2 separate regions of the Mus musculus genome follow, and region 1 is linked to region 2. Evidence: chromatin contacts called from public Hi-C data. All regions are on one chromosome and are shown on one strand. Each heading gives the region's core, a stretch centred on a gene start, on an enhancer-like site or on the middle of the called end of the contact. The rest is flanking DNA. Distances are from core to core; before and after follow the strand shown. Region 1 has its middle 44 kb from the start of Gm33510. Region 2 has its middle 69 kb from the start of Gm33510.

The links. Hi-C and Micro-C count contacts between places; a contact is called where the count stands out from the background.
Region 1: a contact with region 2 is called in a Hi-C map of bone marrow-derived macrophages, with 29 read pairs. The contact joins two enhancer-like sites. A contact is called at or near these places in 1 of 15 datasets of contacts at CTCF or cohesin (CD8 T cells), 1 of 484 Hi-C or Micro-C datasets (bone marrow-derived macrophages) and 1 of 115 datasets of contacts at active chromatin or transcription factors (CD8 T cells).

What each region holds. Positions count from the first base shown.
Region 1 is chr10:20,880,973-20,884,608 of GRCm38.p6, reverse strand. No RefSeq gene overlaps it. Among named protein-coding and RNA genes, the nearest start is that of Gm33510, 44 kb to the right of the region's middle. Within about 2 kb of position 1,803, at least 90 of the 459 cell types and tissues checked have an H3K27ac peak or open chromatin away from gene starts, as enhancers often do. A contact at or near this core is called in bone marrow-derived macrophages, where this site is marked.
Region 2 is chr10:20,768,368-20,772,059 of GRCm38.p6, reverse strand. No RefSeq gene overlaps it. Among named protein-coding and RNA genes, the nearest start is that of Gm33510, 69 kb to the left of the region's middle. Within about 2 kb of position 1,384, at least 18 of the 459 cell types and tissues checked have an H3K27ac peak or open chromatin away from gene starts, as enhancers often do. A contact at or near this core is called in bone marrow-derived macrophages, where this site is marked.

The DNA of each region.
Region 1 (3,636 bases), core at 554-3,053, 110 kb before region 2:
TTGTTTGTTTTTATGAAGATGGATAAAGTCATTTTCTTACGAGTTGTTCCTAAGAGTCCTATGAGAAACAGCTGCAGCCTTCTCTTCTCTCACGTGTTCATTAGCCACCTGACTTACTCAGTGCTTTCTTCTCTGGGTCACAGTCCTAACTCTCATTTATTACCACTTATTACTTTCCAGTGAAATTCAACGCCCCGATCACCTCAAACTTCACCTTTTTTTTCCATCTACATTTCTCTTATGCAGACTTACATGTGGAAAGATGAAATCGACCAGCTGAACTGGAAATGATAGAGGTTCATTTTTCATTCCACCTTGTAGTGGTTTTAAACATGCTTTGCTTAGGGAGCAGGGCTAATAGGAGGTGTGGCCTTGTTGGAGGAAGTGTGTCACTGTGGGACTGGGCAATGAGACCCTCCTAACCATGTGGGAGGCAGTGTCCTAGCGGCCTTCAGATGAAGGTGTAGAACTCTCAGTTTTGCCTGCACCATGCCTGTCTGGACACTGCCATGCTCCCACCTTGATGATAATGAACTGAACCTCTGAACCTGTAAACCAGCTCCAATTAAATGTTGTCCTCTATAAGAACTGCCTTGGTCATGGTGTCTGTTCACAGCAGTAAATCAAAACTAAGAGACACGTCATACATGTAAGATGGGCTTCACTTTAATGTAAACTTCATCAGAAAAATATCAGGCCACTGAGAGAATGAGAATTGTGACATACGGTTAGATAAAACTACTTCCTTTCCAACACTTCCTCCAACAAAGCCACACCCACTCCAACAAGGCCACGCCTCCTCTAATAAGGACACACCTCCTAACAGCACCACTCCCTAAAACTACTTCATCTGAGGGTTGGGTTCCTGGACAAGGTCTTCTTGTGCTGGATCTTCCTTGGTAACCTTATGTCAAAGTTCTTAGTCATAATCGCGCCCTTCCTATATAAAACATGATTTTGTGATGGTCCTAGGGATTTATCTCAATTAATATTCACAGAAATATTTGTGAAATAAAGTTCTTTCCGATTCTCTTCTCTGCTCTTTTCAATGAGAAATATTCCTTAATGCTACAAATGCACTTGAACGTACCTATCGAAGGTATGTTTTATTATGTTCTGTAAGTGCCTACAGAGCTACAACTTTTTAATGTTGGTTATGATACTATATGCTGAGATTTATGGAGGGAGCTAAAGCCATCTTATTAATAAGAGTTCATAATTATGTAAGACCATAAAGGACATTTTCAGGCAGACTGATTCACCCTTTCCATCAAACCATCATATTGGCTCTAAGACATTGGCTCTAAGAGCTTCTAGCTTTGCTTTTCTGATGAAGTCTGAACTTAAACAAGAAAGGAAGTTCCACCTTCCATGGAAGACACAGTATAAAAAAAATCTCTGAGGCTTTCCTGTTTGGCTGGTATAAACTCCACGCCTGTGTTTATCTCCAGCTCCTCCTGGTTAGGGGGTGTCCGTGTGCCAGTCATAGCTAACATACTTTCTTGAGGTGTCTTTGAACAAAGTCCTTTTGCGACATGCTGTGTGTATTTACTTTGAATGACTGTGAATTTTAAATTTGGATTAGGAAGTTGATAACACGACTGAAATTAATGTCTCTTCTCCATCTTTAATTTAGAGAAGCAGGATGGAGTCCAAATGGGAAAGGAATTGAACATAAGAATCTTCCAGGTTAACCGACCGGGAAGTAGCCCAGAGAAACTGGGCTGACGGGTAGGATCTAAGCACTGTGTTGTGCTTCAGTTTCTTGAACGCTGGCTTCCGGCACCATGATGCAACTGCTATCTGTCTTTATTTCCCTACTGTGGTTTTTGTGGGCTCTTTGCTTTAGAACTGTGTATTGTCTGGAACCCTGTGAGGATGAAACGACATTTTCAGGTTCGCAGTAGTGGCCAGGATCTGTCTGCGTGGTTTTTGATCTTTAGTTTGTGATATTGTGTATAGGATACTTTCTCTAGTTGCTATTATGACAAAGTGAATGCTCCCTTAAGCTGGTTATGAATGGCGTCCATGCTCCACTAAGGGAAAATAATGAAACCATTAACAGGTTAGTTCAAATTAGGTTCTTCTCCCTTTGCTGGTCAGCCAGCCCTGTGTGATTGCCTTGGTTCTCAATTTTATAATGAAGTTCAGGGTCAGTGGGATGTTTCATCAATAAACCTCCTTCCTCATAAGCAGAAACTGCTCAGTTTGATTCCCAGAAGCTATGTGAAGAGACTAGAAATATTGTCACATGCTTGCAGTTCCAGGATGGAGAGAAGGAGACAGGCAGGGGACTCCTGTAGCATATTGGCCAGCTTGCCTAGGCTACGTGAAGAAGCCCTAGGCCAGGGAGATCCCTGTCTGAAACCCAAAAGCTGGAAGATGCCCAAGAAAGGACTTGAGAGGTTGTCCTCTGCTGTCTGCACATGTGCACCCTACACACATATGTACACATCTAGTGAGCCATGCACACACACACACACACACACACACACACACACACACACACAATCTATATGTTTACTGGTTTACAGAAAACAGATGTAATTATGAAATGATAGCTTTGGCACCAACAGGTCAGACTTGGTGGTATACATCTTTAATTCTAGCACTCAGAAAGCAGAGATAAGTAAGTCTCTATGAATTTGAGTCTAGCTTGGGCTACCCAGAGGGTTCCAGGCCAGCCAGGGCTACCTAGTAAGACTTTTAAAAATAACAACAAAAACCATTTTTATTTGTTATTGTGAGTAAGGTCTGTTGATGTAGGTCATGGAATTGTGAACCAATGACAGGTAAACAGCTTATCTGTATTATTTCTTAGGATGCATATGCCACAGGGTTTTTTAAATAATAGAGTATATTTACATCATCCCTTTTATCATTAGAAGGCTGAGGTTAAATAATACTAATGGCTAACACAAAATTCCTTAACTCAAGTTTTGAGGTTCCTAACTTACTTAATTCTATTGACAGATTACTGTTCTTGGTGTGTGTGTGTGTGTGTGTGTGTGTGTGTGTGTGGTGTTTTTGTTTATAGCAATACCTTCCTAAAGCCTATATGAAAATAAGAAAAAAAAAAACAAAAACCTTTTTAGTTAGCCAGCCTGAACTATGTAATGAGTTCCAGGACAGCCTGGGCTACAAAATAGAGCTCCGGTCTCGTGTGTGTGTGTGTGTGTGTGTGTGTGTGTGTGTGTGTGTGTGTGTGTCTAGGGAGTGAGAGTGGAAAGTTGATAATGAGTTCAATTTCTAGTAATAAATTTATTTATGAGATGAAACTGCTCAAAGCAATGTTAAAACCATCATTGGGTGAAAGGTCCCAGGGACTCAGAGTTGTTGCTTTCTAAGGCTTTCCCCAAGCATTAATGTTAATTTTGAATTCATAATAATAATAAAAGGAAATTTGTGTCCCATTGTCAGATATTATTAACTACTAATATGATAAACTGTTTTTAATTAACCAGAATACACTCTTGTAATTACCAAATGCAGACAATTTTGTTTAGTTCTGAGTAAAGTACAACAGCCTGCAACATGCCGTAGAGGTCCTTGCAAATTTTCCTGCCCCTGGCCTCCTGACCTTCCCACAATTCCCTCTTTATGCCCCCCTCACATCTCTGTTTTTCTTGCCTTCTG
Region 2 (3,692 bases), core at 135-2,634:
TTATCAGTAAACTGAAGAGAAAACAGCCGAAATTATACAAACTAAAGGATAGAAAGAAGATCAAGCTGAAAAATTATACTGAGATCTCAGTCACCAATCACACATTTCTAAGCAGATTTAAGAGACTCAATAAAACCCAGAGGGTAAACAGAAAGACCACACCAGCTAGGCTGGAGCAGATCGTGTCTGAGGGGTATGTAATGGGGGATTTATTTTAAGGATTTGATTTTAAGAAAAGTCTATAAAAGGTATATTGGCAAATTAGACACAAAGTTACCAAGGAAGTAAAAGCACAAAATTATCATATTAAGGGAGCCTATGAGGAAAAATTAAAATCCCTGAGGGAAGATCCAGAGCCCACACGCACAAACACGGATAACCTGTTTGTCTTGCCTGTTGCTGTTAACAATAGAAATGAATCGCAAGCAGCGGTGATAGCTGGCCCCTGAAGCTACTCATGACTGGGCCTGGAATCGGAAAGATCTAAAAGGATATTTCTGCAAGCCCAGCTGTTTCTCCACAATATCAACTAGGTTACCAGCTGATCAGGAAAGACAAGCATGTTCTACAGCAGTGCCTGGAACCATACCAACCACGGTAAAGTGGGGTTGTGAGTTCACATCTACTTTCCCAATCCCACACAGGTTTCTACTGAAGCCATTCTTAAGCTGAGACCACGTGGTTAAGTGATTCTGAGAAGCATCACAGTTTAACTAATGTGGTCCAGAACAGGTACCAGAGTCTACTCCTTTATAATGTGGTGGAGCTTCCATGTATACCTCACTCTAACCACATTTGTTATCAAAAAGCAATAGTAACAAGCTGGAGAGATGGCTCAGTGGTTAAGGGTATTGGTTGCTCTTCCAGAGGACCCAGGTTCATTTCCCAGCACCCACATGAGGGCTCACAACTCTCCAGGGGATCCAGGGGATCCAGCACTCTCTTACAGACACACATATAGGCAAAATACCAATGCACATAAGACAGAAATAAACTGCTTTAAAAAGCAATAGTAAAATTATTTATATGGTACAAATATCAGATTATAACTAAAAACTGTATTGAAACTTTTCCCAAAGTTAAAAAATTATTCAAATTTAATTAATATTTCTTTTTCTCTATCTGAATCACACTCTTCCTTTGACAAACCATAACTTAAAATTGGAACATTATCTAAATTATTATGTTATCGTGCTTAGTAACAAACCAAAGATGGTTAGTTAAATGCCTATACACATATAAAAGCAAAGAAATGCTCAAATAAGTTAGTGCTTATTTCTGTACTTGGTCACATGATTTCTGCTAATATTTGTAACTTCCTTCTTCCTTTGACCTCTCATTCCCTTTGGTTTCAAGCAAGCACTTTGGCTGCTTAAAGTTCTTTGTCTAATGCAATAGTTACCAACCTGTGAGCTTCGACCCTTGGTGTCAGGTGACATTTTCCTAGTGGTCACCTAAGACCATCAGAAAACACAGATATTTACATAATGATTCATAACAGTAGCAAGATCACAGTTATGAAGCAGCAATGAAAATCATTTTGTGGTTGGGGGGGTCACCACAACATGAGGAACTGTATTGAAGGCTCACAGCCTTCAATTAATTAATTAGGAAGGTTGAGAACCACTGATCCATTGGAATAAATTAAACTTTAACAAGGAGGAAGAGGAGGAGGAAGAGGAAGGGGAGGGGGGAAGAGGAGGAGGGAGAGGAGGAGAAAGAGGAGGAGGGTGAAGGGGAGGAGGAGACAGAGGAAAAGGGTAGGAGGAGGGGAAGGGGGGGGGAGGAAATCACCTCTGAATAGTGCTGAGGAACTAGCTAACACCAGTCCCCACCAGTTGGGCAGCTTATGTCTAGTAAATTCCTTCTTGGTTGGTTTTCTGTGTGACACCAGGAAGCAGGCTAGAATTCATTCTCATGTGTTATTTCCCTAGGCTATAATCCGTGTTCACTGGTCTCCAAGGGGCTGTGCGTGCTGTCAACACTCAGAACCTCTAATAGTGCTCATAATGTGTGCTTAATGTCTGCCATTCTTATTCAACCAGTGAATTAAGTCACTCCTGAGGCAACAAATAGAAATGGTGGTGCTTTATGCTAACAGCAACAGAGAAAAATAAAACAGAAACATTTCTTAAGATCAAAGCAAACACAATAGAAAATTTAAAAATGAAAATAAAATGTATAACAAAGTGTTATGAAAGCCACAAAACAGCCACCAGTCCATCTTTTTATGACCGCAGGGCTGCGCTGATGTTCAGGCCAGCCAGCCACACAGAGAAGCTGGCATGATTAGATTCTGTTCATTCAGAAAACTCCCTCAGTGATATAGACCACAAGTTTACTAATCATTTAGAGCAAACTAATTTAAATTTAAATTATGGTGTTATCGCTCTAGTGAGTCACAATTTTATGACTTCATAGCACACACGTTCTCACTTCTCGTTTTGTTCCTCCTTCTTAAATTGAGGTTTTAAAAATTCTCCATTTGTGTGTTTGTCTAGAATATTTGTATACCTGTAGCTAGTCCTGATAGCACCTAGCAGATACTTTTTCACTGATGCCTCCTGGCCAGATACTACTTTAAATCACGTAGTTATTTGCCTGTGAAAACTATTTGACATTTCTGTTTTGAATTTACTAAGTTGAGAATTTTCATTAGGAAATTGGCTGGGCCATCCATCTCCCAAAGAGCCCCAGGTGTTTTCTTGTTTTTTTTTTGTGTGTGTGTGTGTGTTGTTGTTGTTTGTTTGGTGTTTGGTTGTTTGTCTGTTTTTATCCTTCCTGGGGACTTCTTTTGTTTTCTTTTGAAAGCCACTCCTACAACATGACCTGCCTCGGAGGTAGAGCCTTTGTTATAGCCCCGCTGAGCTGGAAATCTGCACACGTTTCTCTTTCATTTGCTCATTAATCTAACAAATAATCATTAATTGCCTGCCTCTGTAGATCCCTGGCATACAGTTGTGAGAAGATGGATGTAGCCCCTCCCTAATAAAATTTAAAGTGTCTTGTTACGTGGATGATTATCTGAATAATGATCTAATTGAGAATGGTGAATGCCATGAAGAAAAAAAATCAAGAGAAGGCAGGAGACAGCCCAGTTGTTACATTCTTTGCCATGCAGGCATAGGGCATGGGTTACTAATCATTTAGAGCAAACTAATTTAAATTTAAATTATGGTGTTATCTCTCAGATAACAGAGAGTCATTTGCTTGTAATCCTAGCACTGGGAAGGCAGAGACAGGAGAATACCTAGGGCTGCTGACTGGCCAGCTTTGTCTAGCTGGTGTGCTCCAGGGCCAGACCCTGCCTCTGAAGCAACATGTATGGCTTCTGAAGAATAAAACTTAAGGTTGACCTTGGAACTTGACATGTGCATACACATATGTACCTGTGTAAACACACACAAGAAAAGAAAAAGAAGATGTGGTAATATATACAAATCAATCCTGTTGAGAGAGAGCAATGTGACTTATTAATCAGGGTTATTCTCCTCTCTAGGGTCAGCTTGAGTGTTGTTGGGCACTGTGGCTGAGCACTGTCATGGTTTACTCATGCTAAGTCTAGCCTATCGCGTCATTATCAAGTAGACAAACCCTATGTGGGTATAATACGTTGCCTGATATGTCTAAATTCCAGTTATAGTGTGTGGACTATATAAGTCCTTAAAATTTCAAAACTATTGCATTTATTT